Linked DNA regions of Sus scrofa: region 2 is linked to region 1. A link is a contact called in public Hi-C data. All regions are on one chromosome and are shown on one strand. The core of a region is the stretch at or near the end of the contact, and the rest is flanking DNA. Distances in the headings are between cores, read along the strand shown.

Evidence for each region. A called contact is a pair of places that touch in the nucleus more often than the background predicts.
Region 2: a Hi-C map of omental adipose tissue shows a contact between it and region 1, with 4 times the contacts expected there. The contact joins two enhancer-like sites. A contact is called at or near these places in 1 of 5 promoter capture datasets (liver), 24 of 47 Hi-C or Micro-C datasets (alveolar macrophages, brain, embryonic fibroblasts and 14 more) and 2 of 2 datasets of contacts at active chromatin or transcription factors (alveolar macrophages and skeletal muscle).

Annotation. Positions count from the first base shown.
Region 1 is chr7:86,214,715-86,221,515 of Sscrofa11.1, reverse strand. All of the region lies in intron 1 of FAM174B (membrane protein FAM174B), which reads right to left. Among named protein-coding and RNA genes, the nearest start is that of FAM174B, 36 kb to the right of the region's middle. Within about 2 kb of position 3,610, at least 9 of the 83 cell types and tissues checked have an H3K27ac peak or open chromatin away from gene starts, as enhancers often do. A contact at or near this core is called in omental adipose tissue and retroperitoneal adipose tissue, where this site is marked.
Region 2 is chr7:86,306,076-86,312,498 of Sscrofa11.1, reverse strand. It overlaps a transcript of FAM174B not described here. Among named protein-coding and RNA genes, the nearest start is that of FAM174B, 130 kb to the right of the region's middle. Within about 2 kb of position 4,303, at least 6 of the 83 cell types and tissues checked have an H3K27ac peak or open chromatin away from gene starts, as enhancers often do. A contact at or near this core is called in omental adipose tissue and retroperitoneal adipose tissue, where this site is marked.

The DNA of each region.
Region 1 (6,801 bases), core at 2,361-4,860:
ATCAGCACACTCTCTCTCTCTCTCTCTTTTTATGGCTGCACCCACAGCATATGGAAGTTCTTGGGCCAGGGATCAAATCTGAGCCAGAGCTTCAGCAACCCCAGATCCTTAACCCACTGCACAGGGCCAGGGATTGAACCTACATCTCCACAGAGACAATGCCAGATCTTTAACACACTTGCCACAGCGGGAACTCTTCAACACACTCTCTTGACTCACTTCCCTTCCCTGTCTTACCCGTGACCCCCGCCCCATGCTTCCTGAGACACCCCCTAAATTAACCATTTGCGCTCAAATTCTATCTCAGGCTCTGCTTCTGAGAGCCCAATCTAAGACAATTGTTATCACTGAGCAAAAGAGAGACAGACAAAGGAGGAAGAAGCAGTGGCCAGACACGGAGGCGTGTAGATGAGGCAGCCACCCCCTAGGGCAGACCTCGTGGCTCTCAGGCTCCAGAACAGCATCTTCTTACCTGTTGGTCCTAAGAAGAGCCTGCTCAGAAGAAGCCACTAGAAGAAACTGTTCTCCCCTGAGCCACCCCCAACCCTGGAGGGGCAGGACCATCATTTCTTGACTCTCCAAGTAGAATCCCACTAAGCTACTGAAGGCTTCTTTGGGGTAGGCAGCAAGCCCCAGGGTGTTTTCCAGAAGGTTCTATAACTGGCTTAGGACCCTGGAAGTTTGAAGAATGCCCAGCTGTGTGGCTCGGCCTTCTCTTCTGGGTCACTGAAGCAGTTGGGGGACTGTGGAGATCTTCAGGGTGCCGGGAAACCCCCAAAAGACTGGTTTTTAAAGTATCAGCATAGGTGTTCCCATTGTGGCTCAGTGGTAACGAACCTACTAGTATCCTTGAGGATGCAGGTTCAATTCCTGGCCTCGCTCAGTGGGTTAAGGATCCAGCGTTGCTGTGAGCTGTGGTGTAGGTCTCAGATGAGGTTTGGATCTGGCATTGTTGTGGCTGTGGTGTAGGCTGGCAGCGGTAGCTCCGATTTGACCCCTGGCCTGGGAACTTCCATATGCCGTGAGTATGGCCCTAAAAAGACAAAAAATAAATAAATCAATAAAGTATCAGTGTAATCTCTCCGTGGGCAGAGGGAATGGGTGAGATCCACAGCAAACCACTTCTGCATTCTGGCTCGTTCCCACAAGAAATGTAAAGGAAACCAAACGTCAGCGCCAGGGAGGGGCAATGCCCCACGCAAATGAAAGGAAGATACAGAGCTTAGAGCAGATTCTCCGCTGAAGGCCAGTGACTGGAAACGGGCGGAAATTTGTAGAGCAAACGTTAACACAAGATAGAAAATAAGAGAGAAGTGAGAGGAAAAGAATATCATAATGATGAAAGAGCTACTAACTGAGGCCTGCCCACACCCCGTGAGCCAGTGCTCTGGCTGACAGCCACTGCCAATGTCACCTCTTTGCTGGAGGCTCTCTCAAAGCAGCGGAAGATCAGCAGCCCTTCGAAGAATCAACACCCCCAGCTCTCAACCAACCACTGACAAGCTAGAGTATAAATACCCCAGATCCCTTGCCCCTCAGATGGGATAATCCTCTACTACCTCCTACGAATCCTGCAGGATGGAGCTGCAGCTGCTCATGGTGGGAGCTGGCTTCATAGCACCCCTTTGTTGGCTGCCTGCCCTCCCTTGTCTCACTCCCCCAACTCCTTACTGCGTGTCTCAGGTTTGCTTCCAGAGAATCCCAAACCAAAGCAATTAGGCAATTGCTGACTGCCAGGTACCAAGCTAGAGGCTTTATACATATCATGCAGCTCTGGTACAGCTTCTATCAAGAAAGGAAACATCCAATACTGCCCATGCATAAAGGGAAAGTCCAGGCCCTTGTTTCAAAACAAGCATCCAAGATGATGCAGGGAGAGCAATCCAGTTCGACGCCAACCCAGGTGAACAGAATGTGACTGAACAGATCCTTTTCGGGTCATGAAAGCTTGACAGAAGAAAAACAAGGTCAGCGGAGGGAGAACCAGCATATCAAATGCTCTCCTGCTGTCAAGGGTTGTGTGTCCTGACTGGGTACATGCTCCTTGGAGAAATCATTTCACCAAAGTAGCTGGGATCCAGCCTGCCCAGCTTTTGCGAATCTGTTCCTTGCTCCGGGACTGGCCTGAATTCACCACAACAGGTAGGAGGAAAGGAAAACAAAAAACAAATAAACAAACCAGGTCTCTGTGCCTCTTCTAGCAAAGGCAGAGTGAACTCTAGTTAAGTTTGGGAGCTGGATCATTAGCATCTCATTAATGACTCTAATCTCTCACAAGCACAGAGAAGGCACGGAAAATCATTGCCTAAGCCACAAGCTGTAATTGCTGCTGTCCTTCTAAGCAAGGGGGGAAACAGGCCATGCTTTGTGGCTTCTTCAGAACAAAAGCCCCATTCCTTAATGAGATTTCTTAATTTAGGGCAGGAGAAAATTTTTGGGTTATTATTAGGCCACAAATGAAGGCTTGTTTCATTTAACTGCCCCACTTAGCAAAAGAAACTTTGCTTTGGTAATTAAAGAATTATTTTTAAGTGTTAGAGGTTGCTGGATAACCTTGAGTGAAACCTCACATGTGATCAGGCTTTGGTGCCCCCATCTGTAAGTTTAACAAACTGGGGCAAATGTTCCCCAAGGCTTTGTCCAGCTCAAACAGTCTATGGTTTTGTTCATTCCCTTCATAGAGTTCTCTTCAAAATCCACATCTTAATCCTGTCTGTTCTCTCTAACCCTCAAGGTCTTTGGATACTATTGGGGACCACGGTACCTCCTGCTTGCAAAGTATCTCCAACCTGGTTCCCCAGAGGATCCCATCTTTGCACTAAGACAGCAACATCTCCCCTCTGCCACCGTGGGAAAAAAAGATAATCATCTTTCAGCCCCATATGTGGAGTCATCATGAGGTCTTCTCCTGGCTGAGTTAACCACACAAATCATCACCCCAGGAGGAAGTTCATGGGCACTAGAGAGGGGCAGCCCTGCATTAGGAAGGCTTTAAAACCCATACTCATAAAATGTGGTAGGAAAATTCATCTTTGAGGTTTACGACCAACAAAATCTGCGATGTCTCTTTTATGGATACTTTTAATGTTCTCTGCAGAGCAGTGAGCGGCTGACCCTGGAGGAAGTGCCGATTATCTTCCTGAGTGGAAACAAGAGATGGTAACTGTGTGTCCCCAGTCGGTGACCCTGCCCAGGCTGGTAAACCAAACTCCAGGCTCCAAAGGGTAGCTCGTCCTGGAGGCTTCTCAAGACTCCTGGCTTCACACAAAATGAGAAAAATTCAGTTCCACCACTTAGAGTTTGGGGACTTTCCCTGGGACAATTGTCCTGGAAGGGGTGCTAGTGACCCCATTCCAACTGGCTACCCCCATGTGTTCTCTGTCGGCAGTCACCATGGAGACAACATAGGATGCCCTTTGAGGGCTCTTGTACGGCGTTTATTCTCCTGGCTACTGGCTCTTGACCCTAATCAACCCACCCTTCCCAACAATAACCTAAGCACCTCAAGGAGCCTGGATCATGCCTTGGGGAGTCTCATGAGAGGTCCCTATGTGCCCTGGGCCAGCCCTTCCTTTGGCCTCTCTGCTTCTGCCCAGCAGCCTGGCCCTCCCCAGCTTGAGCCTCCTCGGAGAGCTGGTCTCTTTCTGCTGATCCCTAATTGCCCTGTGCAGATACTATCTCTTCCTGTAAGGATTGTTTCTGCACAGTAAACAGAAACCTCCTGGCGGAGATCCAAAAACCAATCATCCTGAAAACTTATCACTGGCTCCTTGGAAGTAAAAGGTCCCGTGTCCTGCCCCAGCCTGTCTCCTCCCAAGCTTCCTGACTTCTCGGTGAACTTGCTGCACTCTCTTTCAAAATACTTCTCGCTCTGTTCAAACTGCAAAGGGCAAAAAGACTTAATGAAGTTCAAGATGACCCACTTCCTCCAAGCATCACTCCATGTTTTCAGTAGTGATAACACTTTGTCTCCCTGTGAAGCCCGCCCGCTCATATTCCCAGAGTCAGCAGACCCTTCCTGCTCCAGGGAGGAATCTTTTGCCGTGGAAGCTAAGCTGGGCTGATGGAAGCCCCAGGTGTCATTGGTCTGTTTCTAACTGAGCCTTTAGGATGGGAACCCTGGCCCATGTGTCATCAAAGGGCTCCCAGGATCCTAGGGAGGTGCTGGTGACACTGGGCTCTGCCAACTGAGACTCAGAACCCAACTGAGACTCAGAAACCAGCTCAGTGACCTCTAGTGACACTATTGGACCCCAGAACTGAGAAGGACCCTAGAAACCACTTAGTGCAGGGGTCAGGGTCGGCTCCTCTTTGCTAAAGATGCCTCACATGGGGACAGGATTTGGGAAGAAGCAAAAATAGGAAAGGAGTTGGAAGGCAGGCTCTCTGAGGCCACATCAACCTAAGCACCTCCCTGGTTAACTGCTGTATGCATTTTAGGCATTCTATATACAGGGCTACCATTTCTGAGCATTTACTGCATGCCGGGAACTCTGCTAAGAGCTCATTATGCCTTATCTCATAATGCCATTTATTCCTACAACCAACCTACGTGGAAGGAATTATTATGAACCCTATCTGTCAGGTGAAGACATTGAGGCTCAGAGCAGCTGTGACTCACCAACATCACAGAGCCTGTACAGAAGGGCACCGGGAATCTCAAGCTGTCATACACTGGACCCCTGCACTTAACCACCAGGCCACAATGCACAAGCTCTTGATTGAAGAAAGACTGTGACTTTGGTAAATAAAAATCAATTTCTCCAGAAAATGTAAATCAAAACCACAGTGAGAGGCCACTTTGTGCCCACTAGGATGGCTATTATCAAAAAACAAGAGTTGTGGAGTTCCCATTGAGGCACAGCGGAAATGAATCCAACTAGTAACCATGAGGTGGCAGGTTTGATCCCTGGGCTCGCTCGGTGGGTTAGGGATCAGGCGCTGCTGTGAGCTGTGGTATAGGTCTCATATGCAGCTCAGATCCTGCATAGGTCAGCAGCTGTTGCTCTGATTAGGTCCCTAGACTGGGAACTTCCATATGCTGTGGGTGCGGCCCTAAAAGCAAAAAAAGTGTTGTGAGAATGTGGAGAATTTGAAACCCTTGTGTTACTGGTAAAAACGTCAAATAGTGGTCACGGTGGAAAACAGAATGGCTGTTCCTCGAAAAAATTATACATGTAGCATGACCTTTTAATCCAGCAGTTCCACTTCTGGGAAAGACCCAAAAGAAAGGAAAGAAGGGATTCAAAGACATATTTGTACACACATACTCAGAGCAGCATTATTCACAACAGTCAAAAGCTAGAAGCAACCTAAATGTCCATTGACAGATAAATGGATAAACAAAGTGTGGTCTGTACATACCACTGAATATTTGGAAATTCTGACACATGCTAGAACACATTGCAACATGGATAAGCCTCGAAGACACTGCACTCAGTGAAATAAGCCAGATACAAAAAAGATAAATACTTTTTGATTCCACTTACATGAGGCCCCTAGAGTCCTCAAATTCATAGCGACAGAAAGTAGAATTGTGCATGCCAGGGGCTGGGGAAGAGGGGATGCCAGTGGCTGGGGAGCTGCTGTTTAACAGGTACAGAGTTTTAATGGCTACAGATGAAAAGAACACTGAGGATGTTGGCGATGGTTGCACAATGATGTGAATGTGCTTAATGCCACCGAACCATATACTTTAAAATAGTGAAAATGGTAAATTTCAGGTTATATATTTTACCATAATGAAAAAGTTAGTTTTGTTTTGTTTTTTTCGTTAAATTAAAATGTTGGAGTTCCCACTGTGGTGCAACAGGATTGACCGTGTCTCTGCAGCTACAGGGACATGGGTTCGATCTCCAGCCCAGCACAATGAGTTAAGGATCCAGGTTTGCAGCAGCTGTGGTGTAGGCTGCAGCTCCAGCTCAGATCTGATCCCTGGCCCAGAAATTCCATATGCCACAGAACAGCCAAAAAAGGAAAAAAATTAAAATGTTAAGTTTCATGTCAAGTATATTTTGCCACAATTTCGCAAAAACCAAGTTCTCCATTCTTTCTTTGAAAAACATGGGCCCACAGGGGAGAAGATACCTGTGTGGAGGGCCTCCTCTCCACCCCACCTGTCTGTCCCCCTTTTTTAGCCTAGGGCTACCTGGAAGCAAAGACCTTCTCCCCATCCATTCATGACAGGCACTGCTGGGCAAATGCTCACTCAGAAGCAGCTCCACTTCTCTGCCTTTTTCTGCTCTTTCTCCAAATGCCTTTTCCACAGATTTTGAGGTTCTAAGGATGGCCACTAGGGCTGCAAAATCTGTAGCTGGCTTGTGAAAGAACTTAATGAAAAGAGATGAGGCTATGAGGGTGGGCAAAGGCGAGTGCTAGCTACCCTAGCTTCACAGCTTCCAGAAATGCCAACTCTCAGAAATGGCTTTTGTCCCCGCCCCCCCTCTCATCCCCACCCCCACCCCAAGTCTGCCCCTTTTCATTCAGGTCTTTCAGGTCCATGGAAGCAAATCCCTCTCCACTTCAGCTCTCTGGTGCCATCTTGTGTTAGTTTAGCCACAAAGTGGGGCTTGTTTTTTTTTTTTAATCTAACATTTTTAAAAAACAATTTTTAAAGTTTTATTGTAGAATTTCTCCAATATTCTATAATAACATAACAATATTGCATTAACAATACCAACAATATTCTAGAGAAACTCAGCTTCACCCATTGTTTTAGCAGCAAGTAGTCAAAGCCTTTTTTCCCCTGAACATATCCATAAATATTTCAAAGATAACCTTAAAGTGTAGAAGCTGGTTTTA
Region 2 (6,423 bases), core at 3,054-5,553, 90 kb before region 1:
GAAGAGGAAGCCCACAGCCTCCAGCTGAGTCTTGCTTAGGGTTCTGAGTACAGATGCTCCAGGCTCAAAAGAAATTTACCCTCCTGTGCAGGACTAGCTGGCGTTCCCGTAAACTCCAGGAGCCTGAACTTCCTCAAGTGTAGAATGACGATGCTGGACTCCATGCTCCCCAAGCCCCCCCCCCCCCCCGCCAGCACCACCACACTACAAATCCCAGCGTGCCCCCTGCTTGGCAGTGCTCAGTCCTGCTTGATACTGCAGAGACGAGACACAGGAGCTCCCAACATAAAACTCTGATACAGAACTTAGTGTGCGTCCAAGACGGCACACCCCCCACACACACCCCCGCCCCGACCCCTGGCAGTGGTGCTGGACAATTGGATAGACATCTGAGAACAAGTAAACCTGAACCTGCATCTCACATGATGGCCACTTCAGGGCCAGGGCTCAGAGAGCCTAGTGCTTCTGAACGCTCTCCCCATGTGAGGAACACTGGGGGCCCCTGGTGGGGTGACGCATGCAGAGGCTGGGCGAAGGCTGCTGAGGCTCTGATGGGTCTGCCGAGGGTGGGAGGCTGAGCTCGCTCTGCCCACGGAGCCCTCCCTAGATGGGCTCCACGCAGGAAGGAGCTGCCTTTATGAGCTCCACTCAGTGACATGAGGACGGTCACTGAGCCGCTTGGCCAGGGTGGGGACAGCTGAGGGTCAGAACTGCACACAGCTGGGTGGTGACAGCCGGGCCTGACCACCTGCAGAGGTGATGGATTGTGGCAAGCCCAGTTCTGCACTCAGGCAGACCTCAGCCTTCATCCTTCCCAGGTTTGTTTTCTGGTGGGTTTCTTTTTTTTTTTTTTTTCCGCTTTTTTAGGGCCACACCTGAGGCATTTGGAAGTTCCCAGGCTAGGGATCAAATTGGAGCTAAAGCTGCCAGTCTAAACCACAGCCACAGCAATGCGGGATCCAAGTCACATCTGCGACCTACACTACAGCTCACAGCAACGCCAGATCCTTAACCCACTGAGCGAGGCCAGGGATTGAACCCCAAACCTCATGGTTCCTACTCAGATTCGTTTCCGCCGTGCCACAACAGGAACTCCCTTCCCCAGGTTTCAGGCTGAAATAGCAAAAGGGGCAAAGGAGAGCAAAGAGAAGGAGGAAAGAAAACTAGCCATTCTGAGCTCTTCTTGGGGGCCATTCCATGCCTTGCACTTGGCCATGGGGCCCCTCCTGTCCTCCGCTTTGGCCAGCATATGTCAGAGACAAGGCCACTCAGTGGTGCAAGCCTAAAAAGCACAATGCTAAGGCTCTTTTTAAAACCTGTTTTAAATATTCATGGACACAAGGGAATGCTCTAACAGTAAGTGGAAAAAATCAGGTTATATGACCCAAATGTGTAGAGAAGAACGTGGAAAGGCACCCATGCCGAAGTCCGGGGGTCACCTGTTGTGCAGGCAGAGGTGGCCCCTCCTTCATCAGGGTTTCTGAGGCCCCTGCATCCCTGTCTTCACAACCCTCTGTCCTCTGTAATCCCTCTAGGTCATGTGTCTAGTCTTCCCCTAGACTCAACTTCTTGAGCTGTCTAGGTGATACAGAGCCCAGCTTAAGTGGGCATTCCATACAGGTGTGCAAGTGATAGGCAGATAAATGATGGAAAGAAGGGAGGGAGGGAGAAAGGAAGGAAGAGAGGAAGGTAGGGAGTGAGTTTGAGTTAAAGGGAAAACACACCAAAATGCTGTGAAGGGTTATTATCTGGCTGACTTGTTTTATCTTCTTTATAATTATCTGTCTTTCAAAATGTCACCCATGAAAACATTGTTTTGATAATAAACCCACTTTTAATCAAAATTCTACTTCAACCAGTCTGAAATGTTTTCTCCTCACTCTAGTCCTGCCTTTCAGTGGCTCCAGAAGACACAGGACCAGATCATCTCTCTAGAGGTCACAGCTGCTTGAGCCGATACTGGACAGGTGAGCCGACAAGTCCCCAACTGCTCGTAGAAGAGTGGGCCATTTGGAGTCTGGGTGCCCCCAGTTGAGGAACATCTAATCCTCCACTTGGAGAGGAAGGCAGTAACGCTTGGGACGTGGGATCCCCAAAGTTGGCCCCTGAAGTGTCCAGAATACGAACAAAAAGAGGGGGGCATCAGAGGAGGAAGATGTCAACTCAGTTCCATATTCTTTCCAGCCCAGCTTTGCTTCCCCAAGACCCAACCCACTCTGTAAGAAATGGGTCTTCCTGGAGGAAGAACTGGAATATCCAGGTAAGAGGGGGGCCTCTGCAGCCTCCTTTCCCACCCCTCCCCTCTCCTCCCTCTGCCCAGGGCCCCACTCTCCCCAGCACCGGTTACCACAAACGCCTTGCCCCAAGGCAAGAACCAAGGCAGGAGACCCCTGTTCTCCCCCCACCTCAGCACTCTCCACACCCTAGAATCCCACAGAACTGCACTCTGGGCTCCTGAGCTTTATCCCAGCCCCAGCACTGGGTGGCAACAGCACCCAGGGCTTCAGACCTGGAGAAGCGCTTGACCAAAGCCTCGGTCTCCTCGCTGGAAAAGCAGAAGAGGTAACAGAAGCTAAAGAACTGCCATCCGCATTCACATGTCAGTGCTGGGTGGTGGTGGCACAAGCACTTAAAGATACTAAGGCATTTAGGATCTCTGTTGCCTTATTGATTTTCTGGCAAGTTGCTGAGGTAGGGAGGGAGAGGTGGACTGGGAGTTCGGGGTTAATAGATGCAAAGTGTTACATTTAGAATGGATAGGCAATGAGGTCCTGCTGTATAGCACGGGGCACTATGTCCAATCACTTGTGATGAAACATGATAGAAGGCAATATGAGAAAGAGAGTCTGTACAGATGTATGACTGGGTCACTTGGCTGCACAGCAGAAGTTGACAGAACAAGGTAAATCAACTCTAATAAAAATTTTTTTAAAAAAGATACTAGCGCATTCACTTCACAATGCCCAGATGGAGGTGGGTGCTATTACAGGTAAGTGGCGGGGGGGGGGGGGGGAGCGCCGCGTAGAGGTTAAGGGCCGGATCCAAGGTCCCATGGAGGCAAATAGTAGAAACCAGGACTCCAATCGAGCTTCAGAGCCTGAGCTTGTAAGACGGCACCTGGAACCTATCAAAAGCACAACCACAGCAGCGGATGCTCTGCAGTCGCAGACACTGTAGTCAGACAGAGGCCGCCCGAGATGGGGTTCCGCCTGCAAACCTCTGTCCCTCGTACTCGCACAGCCTTAGAAGACAGAAGCGTGCCTGGCCCTTTCACCTCTACAACCCCACAGGCCCCACATCATGCCTTGTGGCTCCCTGAACTCCAGCTGGAAGTGCCATAGAGCACCCACCACGGTCACACACACACACACACACACACACACACATATATACACACACACACCTCACCTTGTGGACAGCTAGGAATTTCAGTGTCTCGGCCAAAAGGGCTCAGCCAGGAGGTGGCCCAGCTGGAAGACTCCAGGCTGGCCTGCCAGCCACACCTGGGCCACCTCTCCACCGGCAAGGGGTGAGCAGTGGACAAGGGGGACTGATTGATGAGGCGGTGTGCCGTGCCCCTGGGGGAGCTGGCAAGTGAAAAGCAGATTATTCCATTTCATTACCTTATGTGGTACTTCTACTACTCTGCCATTCTTCACTTGGTCTTCCAGAACACTTTCAGCCCTTATTTTCCATGGAGAGCGACGCCAAGTACACTTGAGAGAGAGAAGAGGGCACTGGTGCCCATCCAATCTCCAGGGAATTGGGAAGGAGCTCGAGAGGGTCGGGAAATGGGGGTGGATGCCAAGCCTGGTGGAATCAACCATGGTCTCACAATCTTATCACGTGAAGGACAGAATCACCACGGAGAAAACTGACGTGCTCTCAGAACAGCAGCAATCTCGAAGCGCGTCCCTACCGTCTCTTGGATAAGAAAAAAAAAGAAACATGGAAAAATCAACTTGGGGAACAGTCTGGGCTAACCTCACAGGCCACCGGACAGGCTCTTCACTGAGGGTATGGGTCTGCTTCAGCCTCCCGCCCCCGGTTCTAACGTTGTACAATGATGCAGATGCCGTCAGAGCTGACACGCAGACCATGTGCCTCCTTTTCCCTGGTGCGCGGCCAGAGCCCAGTCCCCACGGAACCCAGCTGCCCTCAGTGTGTGCTGGGCCCAGGGCAGCATCTCAGCCTACAGCCCGTTCCCCTTCTCCTGTCATTCCTTGTGGCCTCCCCCTCGCCTGTGCACACCCCCGCCCGCACATCTCCATCCTGGTCACAGCTGGCCACTCTCTGACTGAGGTGTAGGCGCACAAACGGCCCCAGGCAGGATGGCTTGAAAGCCAGCTCAGGGATCTTCAGGCAGAAAATTCTAGGGCAAGCTCTGGAAAAGGGGGGGGGGCGTGGGCCCCAGATGGCATCTCCCCTCCACCAGCTGATTGTTTTCCCCATCAAGAGGCCACAGTCACAGGGGGGCCTTCTAGAGCATGGGGTGCGGGTTGGGACATGGGACCTCAAGGTCCTGGGCCCAGAACTCAGACATCTTATGAGGGAGCTGCTGTGGTCTCAGAAGGGGAGCCCTCCACGGGGCAGGAGACTCATGGTCCATGTCCATGGCAACCAGCTGACCCAACACAGCGACAAGACCTTCCCAGTCCAGTCCCCCACGTACAAAAATGAAGACAGTCACTAGCCTCGCCGCATTGTTGGCTGGATTCGAAGGTGTTGAAGGGCTGGGCCAACGTGAGATATATGGGTCTTATGGGAGTGAGGTTCTCACAGCCTGAGGCCCCTGGAAATGATGGCAGAAAACTCCAGGTCGGTTCCAGAAACGACACCCACCTAAAGGGACTCTCCCAAGGCCTGAATAAGAAAGGGGAGGCAGAAAAGTACCTGTCCCGCAGGAGGGACTCTGACAGTGCTCACAGTGGAAGCAACCATTTCCTAAGTGGCCCAGTGCCAGGCACACGCAGCTGCACTTGGCTGAACTATTCCTGTTAATGATCCTAATAAGGAAAGAAGGAAGCCTGCTCCCATATTACAGATGAGAAAGAAAAGTGAGGCCAAGCTCGCACGGCGCATGAGCAGCCAGACCGGGGACGGGCTGTCTGCATCCAGATTCTCAGCATAGCCAGGCTGGCTTTCCTGCCAAGAGTAATCCACAACATTACCTGCTTGCAGCACCCCACGTGAGTAGGCTAATTCAACGTATAAGCCAGAGACTGTGGGCCTCCTGCTTTGCTGACAGACACACAGAGCTCACCAGGCTCCACATCAATCTGACTCATCACAAACCCATCCCCAGGGAAACAGAGTTGAGAAGCCAGCCAGCCTGGCGAAGGTCCAGCCTGAAATCACAGCCCAAGGATTTGCAAGGAGGGTCACACCGAGTGCTTCGTGGACCAAAGGCTCAGGTGGCTCAGGTAGCAGTGCAGGTGCGTAGTGACAACCACTAGGACTGTTTGCTTCTATTGGGCTCCCCAAGAGTCATGCAAAATAAACCCTGGTTTCACAAACTGCATGCTGGGCACACTGGGTCCACATCAAGTGTTCTCAAAGCCTCTGATTGATATAAACCACTAGTATTTCCAAACACAAAGCACTGGATCCCACCTGTCTCAGAGGGAGCAGCTTGGGGGTCTTGTGGGGCAGACCCTGTCTGCATGGTGGGCTAGTGGAGACACCTCCCAGCCCCCAGAGATCACTTGCTCCTTGCCCTCAAAGGAAGTCACCATTTAATTAAGACCTAACCCCAATATCTTCAGAAGTCCCAGGAAGGTGTCAGTGGTGAGAAATGTCAGCAGTATTGGGACCTGCAAATTCATGATGCTGCTCTGGGAAGAGGGGTGAGGGGAAGGGTGAGATGCTGAGGAAGGCGCCCCTCCCCTCCCCTCCCCACTTCCTTCTCCAGGAAATGACAATACAAACACTTCAACCTCTTGAAATGATCTGGTCACCCACCTCCCACTGGCAAGTTTAGGGCACTGGGGCACCCCACCCCCCGATCCTGTTCTTCTAGATCATTTCCCCGATTCCACTGAAATGGTACCCAAACCTAGGAATGCCACTACAGGGGACACAAATACAAGACTTCATAGGGGCCTTTTGGGGATAATGTGCCAAGGTTCACCCAGGCTCTCTCCAACCCCACACAGTATGAGAAGAGCCATATCGTGACTACTTTGTGAAAGAAAACACAGGCAACAGCCATGCCAGCTCCGAGCCGCGTCTGCAACCTACACCACAGCTCGAGGCAACACTGGATCCTTAATCCACTGAGCGAGGCCAGGGATCGAACCCACAACCTCATGGTTCCTAGTCAGATTCACTTCCACTGCGCCACGATGGGAACTCCTAGATTATCTTTAATTACAGGCTTTCTGTAGGTCCTACAGGGCACACTGGGGAAGACTGGTTTTTGTG